Linked DNA regions of Gasterosteus aculeatus: region 1 is linked to region 2. Evidence: chromatin contacts called from public Hi-C data. All regions are on one chromosome and are shown on one strand. The core of a region is the stretch at or near the end of the contact, and the rest is flanking DNA. Distances in the headings are between cores, read along the strand shown.

The links. Hi-C and Micro-C count contacts between places; a contact is called where the count stands out from the background.
Region 1: a contact with region 2 is called in a Hi-C map of liver, with 6 times the contacts expected there. The contact joins the promoter of drd5a here to the enhancer-like site in region 2. A contact is called at or near these places in 4 of 6 Hi-C or Micro-C datasets (liver, skeletal muscle and whole body).

What each region holds. Positions count from the first base shown.
Region 1 is chr17:15,662,649-15,667,947 of fGasAcu3.hap1.1, reverse strand. drd5a (dopamine receptor D5a) reads left to right here and starts at 3,916. Exons shown (of 1, transcript XM_040202945.2): 1 at 3,916-5,299. The coding sequence starts at 4,262. otop1 (otopetrin 1) reads left to right here. Exons shown (of 6, transcript XM_040202933.2): 5 at 1-343; 6 at 919-2,319. The coding sequence ends at 1,089.
Region 2 is chr17:15,581,543-15,586,479 of fGasAcu3.hap1.1, reverse strand. slc2a9l2 (solute carrier family 2 member 9, like 2) reads right to left here. Exons shown (of 14, transcript XM_078091560.1): 7 at 4,589-4,734. Among protein-coding and RNA genes, the nearest start is that of slc2a9l2, 14 kb to the right of the region's middle. Within about 2 kb of position 3,174, at least 1 of the 9 cell types and tissues checked has open chromatin away from gene starts, as enhancers often do.

The DNA of each region.
Region 1 (5,299 bases), core at 2,667-5,166, 81 kb before region 2:
GGAGAAGTACATCCAGAACATCTTTGTCGTAGAGTCCCTGTATCGCCAGCAAGACGATGGACAGAGTGAGGATCCCGAGTTGGCAGTGTCTCCAGAAATCTTCTCGGTGACTTCCTCTTTGGCCCCGCCGTACGACGGCATCATCAACAGAGCCTACGACAAGCCAGAGCGGACATGTGTCACCATGGAGAACGACCAGGAAGAAAGCGGACAGGTGTACAGATGTCCGAGGAAACCTTCTGAAGTGCCGCTGCCTGTTGGAAGCAAAGTAAAGGAGCCCCCAAATGTAAAGCGGCAAATCCTGAAAAACATTGCGGTCTTCCTGATAATGTGCAACATTTCGGTAGGCATTTGTACCTTTTACACTTGATAACTGAATGTAGGCAGTTTTGTTGTGTACAAATTCTAAACAATAGCAATCAACTAGCTGAAATATTATATGATATGAATAACCTAATTCAACCCAATGTTTTGGTTTTGGTAACACTAACTTTGACCATGTGTAGAGTGATAGAGTGATGTCAGCGTATTATTGTTTTCACATATATACACAAATCTACAAATAGGGATGCCCCGATATCAGGTTGATGCTGACTCAAGCAGCTGGATTGGGAATTGGTGACGATAGAGCCCATCTTTTCAATACAAATGTATTTTTAAAAACTGATAAAACCCTTCATCAATGTGACTCACACTGGCCCCAAACACTGTTTATTGCTAATTTTATACTTCCACTCACAATTTTTAACTGGCGGGCACCAGTAAGACCAAGACTTTTTGAGTTTAAACTAAGTGTCCCATACGAGGCCTTGAAGCTTGAGAGCGTCTGTGTGGGGTTCGGCCGATACAGCTGTGATTGTTGCAGACACAGCTGGCAGTACACCGTTCTAGTGTAACTTCTTTCCTTGTTTCTTTCAGCTGTGGATCCTTCCAGCCTTCGGCTGCCGCCCGCAGTACGACAACGGGTTAGAACAAGAGACATTTGGTTTCAGTGTGTGGACCACAGTTCTCAATTTTGCCATTCCTTTGAACCTTTTCTACCGCATGCACTCAGTGGCCTCCCTGTTTGAGGTGTTCCGCCGGGTCTAACGGAGAAGCAATGACAATGCCAGATTACACGCACAAGAACAGTGGTCACCACCGACTCCCGAGAGTGTCCCGCAGCCGCTCAGGGGGAAGTCCGGGTCAGACTCCAAGCGACTAAAAAACAAGCTGCAAAGACAAACAAGAGGATGCGCCCTCAGTGTGGGGATAACTGAGTGAACCTATTAGCCTGCATTCCACGAGGAATTATCTTGTGTTATTAGAGATTTTTTTTAAATGATGATGAAAAGGGCCGTTGGTGTAGATTTGTTTTACTTTTGTTTTGTAGTCACATTTAAGTTGAGTTTTCTCACAGGTTCAGCACGCTAAACGTACATGCTGAATATGTCACGCACATTTTATACTGTTTCCGTAGCTGAAAGTATGTAAAAAACGACTCATTAAATACTACAGCTGAGCCACTAAAACATGTTCTCAAACATCTAATAGTACGGTGTTCAATGGAGCCACAAGTGCACTGGTGCACAACTTGACACATATTGTCTTTGCATGTGAAATGTTCACACTGTATATGGATCTGGTTCTCATTTAGCTTAGTGGTAGAAGTCTAGCACTGTTTTGATTATACTGGAGTATCCACATCATTATTATATTATATAATATAAAGAAGTGCACACTTACATGACAAATCTACAGTTCAAAAATGTTCCTTTTCATGTAATGACAGCAATGAGTCGATGAATGCGTAATATGAAGAGGGTTCAAATCAGGTTCATCTATATTGTTAAACGTTGAAATCTTGTATCAGAATAGTTGCAGAATTATTATACCAATACTAAGTAAATGTTGTGGTGACAACTTTTTAGACTAGACCACAGATTGTATGTTTACACCTGACAGATCAGCATTAAAAACTCCTTCTGTCTGTGATATAAATTGTTTCTTTTTGACATATGGATATACTGTATACGTGTACTGTATGATTTTTTTTTATCAAATCAATGTATAATTTCATTCAGTTCTCAACCTGGTGCTATCTGCTGTATGTGTTTTCACTACGTGCCAATTTGTGGGAAAATCCTTGTTTTTTAGGAGCAAACTACAATATTATCATCTTTGTAAATACTGTCATGCTAATCAAAGTCACAGAGACACTGCCCGGATTGTTTAAAATTCCAATGAAATGGTGCTCTTAAGTAATGATGTGTACATTAGTGATGGATCTATATCCTTTTCTCGGTGAAATAAAGAAAACGTTTCTTATTTTTCATGCAAGGGATGGGTCAGAACTTTTTTCCTTCACACCGAAGAAGTCTTTGCTGAGTACTGTGACGTCGTCACTGAGAATCGGAGTAAGCTTTAGCTGTAGTACACATTCAAACCACAGGGCGGCGACAAACACCTATATTTCGACGGGACAGTCGAAAAGCCCATGTAGTCTTTGGGGAGCGATAGTTTGAGTTATTTTTCCAAATACATCTTAATTTAACGCCCGATTGTTACAACCATCGTAATAAAAGCAAACTTTATAACGAACAATAATTTATTTTATATTGTTTGGGGATTTTTTTTAAATGCGATACAATCGTATAATTGTAGACAATCTTATGGTTGTTGCACAGAGAAATAGGTCTCACTCATTTGATCGTTCAACAAAAACAAAAATGACATAGCTGTGGTGACATGTGAAGCGATCTTTGTTTGCAAAGAATTAACTGTTGTGTCGGGTAAAAGTTTCCCCCTGACATCCCGATAATATAGGTTACTCCAAAGAATCTGTCGTCGGGCGTTGGGAGATTATTTTTGACGTAGTGTCACAACGATTTGACAGGCAGGCGGACACGTCTAAAAATATCCGTGACGTTTCAAAGCCGGAGACGACGCTGCTGCTGCTGCTGCTGCACAGACACGTTGTGCGCGGCGCTCCGAGCTCCTCGACGCGGCTGCTGAGAGTGTGAATGTTTCGGGTCACTCTGAGAAGTGAGCTGTGACCCCCACCCGGCCGACGTCAGCGGGTAAACAACCGCAGGTATTCAGTGATAAAAATAGATTGATTTATCCACGATAGATATAGTTGGGTAGAGGGAGAGATAAAAACAGATAGATACAGATACTTGGATGCATGTATGGATGCACAAAGGCTATGTGGGATAAAGTGCATCGCCTATCCAGCTTCATCCAGCCCTGATGTCACACAAGGACAGATACGGGAGATCATTAATGCAGCGAGGCCTTCAAATAAATCACCTCAAGCAAATCACACAACTATAAAACCGTTATATTGTTTTTTTTGTTTCTCTTTGCACTACAAGTCAAAGGCCGCTCGTGGTTAGCACCTCTTCTGCTTATGTGCTATAATGGTCAACAGGTGGAGTCGTGATTTACTGCGGTTTCCCCAGTATCGTCTATCTAGATAAGTACACAATACATAGTCAGCCAGGCAGCACCATGGACAGCTCCGGCAGTGGCTTTTCACTGCATGCATGCGTACAGCCCCCAACACTTATTATTATAAAATGTGTAAATGGGCGTGTTTGCAACCTTTAAACAATACTGAATTTAATGGGCAGGAGCTTTTTAATTTTGGTCTATGCGTTTAACACACACTTTATTTTTGCAGGAAAAAGCTCCATTTTTACTCCTGATAACATGTTGTATGTTACGGCAATATGAACAATACGCCGAGGGGGGAAGACAATGCTCAATTGGTTCAAAGGTGTCGACTGATTTGAAGTTTAACGCTCTTCAGAGTCCCTATAAGGAAAATGAGGGCTTCCTCACACCCGTGTTTCTAACGCATTGCGATGTTGCACGCGTCTAACACCACCCACAAAGGAGGCGTGATGTGTGCGCGCCCAGCTCGAATGAGCAGAGGGTGCTTTTGGCTGGTGTAGGTTTGGCTGCAGGGGCTCCGCGGCCACGCCGAGCTCAGGATACCTTTGACCAAGAGATTCGCAGAGGTACCGCCAGGTCAGACGACTAGGCTCCATCCAACATGCTCGCACCACTGCGTAGTGCGCTTCAGCTCCTCGGCGCACCTGGCACGTCGCTCGGCACCGTTTTAAGGCGATCAGTTCTATCTTTCCTTCAGTTTTGCACTTCAAATCAGGCTGGCAGCCGAGAAGGTCAATGGGGAGAATATGGTGAATGGCTGATAACTGCGTCCGTGTGCGCGCACGGAGCAATGGACTGCAGTTTTACTTGAAGAAGCACTCACATGGAGAAGCCAGAGAAGTATCTCTCGTCGGCGCAGGGGGTTGACTATGTGTCGGCACCCTTCGGCGAGATTATGTGGAACAGCACCGAAACGGAGGCGACAAAGGACGGCGGGAAGGATGTGCTTGTGCGTACGCTGACGGGCTGCCTGCTGTCGCTGCTCATCCTATGGACCCTGCTTGGCAACATCATGGTCTGCTCCGCGGTTCTGCGCTTTCGACACCTGCGGACCAAAGTGACCAACATTTTCATCGTCTCTCTGGCTCTGTCGGATTTATTCGTGGCCATCCTGGTGATGCCGTGGAAAGCTGTGGCAGAAGTGGCGGGCTACTGGCCATTTGGCACTTTCTGTAACGTCTGGGTGGCTTTCGACATTATGTGCTCCACCGCCTCCATCCTCAACCTCTGCATCATCAGCGTGGATAGATACTGGGCCATCTGCAGCCCCTTCCGCTACGAGAGGAAAATGACCCAGCGAGTTGCCTTTGTCATGATAAGCGTAACCTGGACGTTGTCTGTGCTCATTTCATTCATACCGGTCCAGCTAAACTGGCACAAAGACAGCGGCGAGGACTTGGCTGGGACGCGCAACTCTTCCGCGAGTCCGCAGATGGAAGAAAACTGTGACTCCAGCCTGAGCAGAGAGTACGCTATATCTTCCTCCCTGATAAGTTTCTATATTCCCGTAGCAATTATGATTGTGACGTACACCAGAATATACCGGATTGCACAAATACAAATAAGAAGAATCGCCTCGCTGGAGAGAGCGGCAGAGCACGCGCAAAGTTGCCGGACAAACCGAATAGAGTGCCAACACCACAACACATTGAAAACCTCGATCAAACGGGAAACCAAAGTGTTCAAAACCCTGTCGGTGATCATGGGTGTCTTTGTGTGTTGCTGGTTACCTTTCTTCATCCTAAACTGCATGGTCCCGTTCTGCGACAGGCCGGCCGCCGACCGGGACGCGGGTCTGCCGTGCGTCAGCGAGACAACTTTCGACGTCTTCGTGTGGTTCGGCTGGACCAACTCCTCCCTG
Region 2 (4,937 bases), core at 1,925-4,424:
CGTGCTGACGTTCACGCCGTTCACAGTAGACACCTGACTTTACCTTTATAAATTTCATGGTAATGGAACAATAAATGGTAGAACCAATGCAAGAAAGCTTATCGAAAGCTGATAAAAAAAGCAGGATAAAACTTCACATCTATGTTTTCAAGAGATTTTCTTTTATGATCATTTTCACCTCAAATACCATAATATGGGGTTTGAAGGAATTGTAATGTTTATTTGAGGTAATAAAATAGCAAGGATTGGTCTACAAGGTAGAGAAATCTACAAGGTAGAGAAATAAAGGGGATTTAGGTGATGCGGATATATGCATATATTGATTGTTTTTTGGCAAGTATAACCGTTTTCTTCTTTGTGTTGTTGTCCAGAGGTCAAAAGTCAAATCATTAGCCTTGCTTTCATGACCATTATGGAAGAAGCCATTATTTCCCCATTGGCCACCTAGCTGTGCCACCAAAAATGGCACAGCATGATAAAAAGTGTGATGACTCCACTTTGTCGACCTGGACAATGTTTTTTTCTGTCGGGATAAGGGGGAACCCCAGTGACTGTTCTGTCTTGTAAAAATCATTTTATATGTTGCTGGTGAAGAAATAAATCAACATGACAACACCTTTCAATTTTGAGAAATGCCTGAAAAAAATCACCAGCTCTTAAAAACACTATCACACTATAATCTATGATAACCCAGTGATCAAGGAGAGTTTCACATTAATAGAGTGCTGATAACAGCTCTAAAAGGTGGCTTTAGTGAAGGCCTCAAGGCAGAGAAACAGCAGGAGTGAATATCCTTTTCGTTCCGAAGTCCGGCTCTGGTATGCCAATGCGCATTCGAGTGACAATTGGAATAGAAAAAGCTCCCCTAACCTCTAAAACCTGTGCAGAAGGCGCTGAAATTGCTTGTGAGGTGCATACAATGGCCGCTGCACGTATGAGTGACACCAGGATCAAAAAGTGGCAGTTTGCAGGTTCCTTTTTCAGAAAAGCATAAACCAATCTGAGAACGGCAAGTAGGGGCATGGACTCGCCCTTCATCCATATGCAAATGTGAATTCATACATATGCAAATGTGAATCCCGTAAAAATTTGCCGCTTCCTTCGTCTTTACAGGCTGGCCAGCAACTTTACTGTCTCCAATCACGGAGGAGAACTACTTTGTTTTATTCTGACAGCGTAAGTGTGCAAGAAAGTGAATATAAAGCGTATTTCCCAACATGTTGAACTCTAATATTATCACTATAGAAAAAACATGAATATGTTTTTTTTTTTATTCTATTTCTGCAAATGCAACAGGTCTTTCATATTTTCCTTTTGAATTAAGACTTATACAGCAAAAACACATGATGCTCAGCTACTCGTGTTTAGTTCTTGAGTGTGTACTGTACGGTTAAATGCACACACATATATCAAATATATAACATCATGGTCATTTAGAATAACCAGTTTGACAATAATGTTAGATAAATGACATTAGAGGGGCCAACATTAAACAATCCTTTGATTTATTTTAGTCCATTTACACCTCCCCGGTAAGCCAAAGCCACGTCTGATGGAGGATAAATAGATTTCTATAACCTCTGAGTTTGACCTACCTAATGTAAGCTGCATTTGAGGCATGCTAATGAGTTCAGTGTCTCATGGGAGCTCCCTGACATAGACCTATTCTTTCTGTAATGGGATAAACATGTGTCCCTGGTGGGGAAAAGGTCAGCGGCCTATCATGATGTTTAGAGTAATTATCATCTTTCAAAGCTTATCACCACTTTGGACCACAGAGCGATGTCCTAGACCAGCCCCGCTGAGAGGAAGGAGTCCCATAATCAAAGTCTGTGGCGCTGTTATCGTATGACATCAAGGGTGTCTGTTATGTTTGTGGAAGGGCGCGATGCCGGTGACACAAATACACGACGGTGATATTTATAAAGGTCGTCTGTGGGTTGAAATGATGGATTGGACAAACCAAATGCTTGGATATTATGCTTAATGTTTGGATGTCGGAACAATATGGGAGGAGGAACATAGGAGAGGAAACTTGTGGTCAAATCTTTCCAAAGTACATGTATAAACAGTCCAAACTAAAAAAAAAAAGTTTTTTCTTAGCTACACTTATACAACAAATACTTGTTTCTCTTGCTATCAAGTGAGGAGAGAGTCAAATGTATGTAAGGGGCACATGAAATTAAATGTAATCATGAGTTGCAGTTGTTGGTTTGTTTTGGAGGATTATGTTGCGATGCTTCATGGACTAGCTGCCTCATTGCTGGGTTGTAAACGGCTCTCTTTATGCTTTTTAGGATGTCTTGGATGTTTTTTAGTTCTAATGTATTGTGGATGTATTGATCACAGAAATATCATAAAGGGTAAATAAATACGTATATGTACAAAGACTGACATGCAATGTGCCACCTGCCCATTTGAAATAAAGCACAATCATGGAAACTCACACACGTGCCACTTTTATGTGCAGTTATAGCAGTTATCAGCCAACCTGTGGCAAAGTGCTGCACATGTGGACAGACAAAGATGAAGCTCAACCCTGCAGGTCTGAAGGAACACGTTGGTTTCGATATGACCTGGCTTGAATGGGCACAGAAAAATAAGGAATAAACAAAGCTTCTCAAAACCAAAGAGTTACAGTGAGTGTGGGAATCAACTAACTGTTGGAGAACTATCACCAAATCTAAAGTGAGGAGCGACCTCGAGCAGCAGCAGCAGCAGCCACATAAGAAGAGGAAGCTGCCAGCTGCATCCAGTCCAGCAACCGAGAACAACCTCAGGTGTTGCTCTGACAAATAACTGCAGCGAGAGCAGAAACAGGTGAATCACACAGCACACAGGGGTCATCACAAGTCGTGTTATCAAATATAGACACCCTGCCACCGTCATCGCTTCAGTCACAGTGTGACTGGTTTAGGTTATTTAAGAAATAATACAATAATAAGTGTTGCAGAAGATTCTAAAGCTAGTTGTTTTAGTCTCATCTTCTATTCACAGTGCATTGTGTGTGGGCGATATATTCCGGTTCGCATTGATCCAATGTGGTGGTCAATGAGTCTAATCAGAGGCTGCTGTGCGGGATCTGATAAATGTCCTTGGTTTGTTCGGCAAAGTACGGAGCGTGTAAGATTCGGGGTTCGCCACTATTCACAGTCATGTGCTTTACTGTGAAAGCGATGGGGAGTTCAAATGTGTTTCATTTTGTTTTTCTTCCTTTTATGTTAATGTATACGGATCAATGTGGAGTTGTTCTTTTTTCCAGTTTTGTTTTGTCTGACGGCGGCTGTGAAAGTGTGATTATGTGTGTGGAGCAGCTGGCCGTGCATCCCTGCTGTGCCCATGAGTCCATCAGTGTTTCAAAGTTGTTACATTGTCCTTATTGAGTTCAAGGAATAGTTGTTGGATTTGGTAGTTTAGGGCTGGTGTTTAGGAAGGAAAGAGGGGACATGAGTGCTTGTTTCTCCTGTGGTTGGGGACTGTTCTACTGTGGTGCAGTAGCTCCCCCTAATGGTGAGACGAGCTGCAGTGACTCCTTCGCAGGGTTCCTTCGCAGGGTTCCTCCTTGAGAACGCTGTCTCTGGTCTTTTTACGTGGCGATTTAAATTTGGGGGAGGGATGAGGGAAGTTTTTGTGCGGGTTGTAGACTTTTGAGTCATTCTTTTCTGGTTTCTCTGTTTTCCAGGTATTGTTGCCATTTCGGTTAGTGGCTGCAGTACGATTGCTGTGTGTGAGAGGTGTGTCACAATCGACCATTGAACTTGATCCCGAAAAAAGGGCTAAAACTGGACAGCGGATATAAGATTCATTCCTTATCATCAATATCCAATCGGATTTGTACAAATCTCCAGATGAGCATCCTTCGGGCAGCAAAGAAGTCATTTTTGATCTACTTGTATTATACGTCTGGAGACATCTGAGGTTAAATTATGGATGAACAAATCACTACTGTATGGGTGGCATACTGGTTCCCCAACGTATATAGTGATTAAAAGTGTATCCCCTATGTTGTCCCACTATGGTTATGAACTGCATTGAATGCATTTCATCAACAATTATAATGTTGATGATTTGATTTTAAAAGGAAACCAAAATCTAAATGATTATAATGAAGCTGTGATGTTTTTAATAACACCGTTTGCATTTTTATATCGCAAACATCTCGTATCCATTTTATTCTGTGACTTCTGTGTTTCATACTCTACGTTGCACAATGGAGAATATATAAAAAAATCCTATTCTGTTCTGCTTTTCTCGTGGCAAAGTAAGTCACATCGTATCTAGTACTTCAACTAATCAATTTAAATTGCTACCAACAGCATCCACAATGGTTGACAACTGGCTCACAAATATCTTAAGATATATATCAGATGCTATGGCCCCCAAACAAACTTACACTTTATTAAACAAAAACACCCTAAATTCTTCTGTGCTCCAAACAAGCTCCACCCTGTTTGGACTCCAGGGATAGAAGTGATTGCAACGAGCATCATTTAAACTCCAACCTTTAAATGGTCTTAATGCAGGAATAGAGGTAACACCACAAATACTCCCGTGTGTTCCTGCGGTGAACCGTCTCAGAAGCACTGACCTGTCCCAGCAGCTCGGGCAGCCCCAGCACTTGTCCTGTGAACACTCCCAGGCAGATGAGGATGGAGTTGAACTGGCCAATGGAACCTCGGACATGTCTTGGCGTAATTTCTCCCAGGTACATGGGCAGGGCACTGAGAGCTATACCTGTCGTAAAAAGCAACATATTAAGTTTAATGTGATGCGTAAACATTAAAATAATGAAGGGAATCCGTTGGTCAGCGCTGTGATACAAGCAGAAGGTATCGCCCTGTGTTTTTTTTGACTTGAAAATGTTCGATTTGCTTCAACAACATTTGAGAAAGGCTGAACTGACCTGATTTACGTGATAATGTCAGGATCTCAGGATT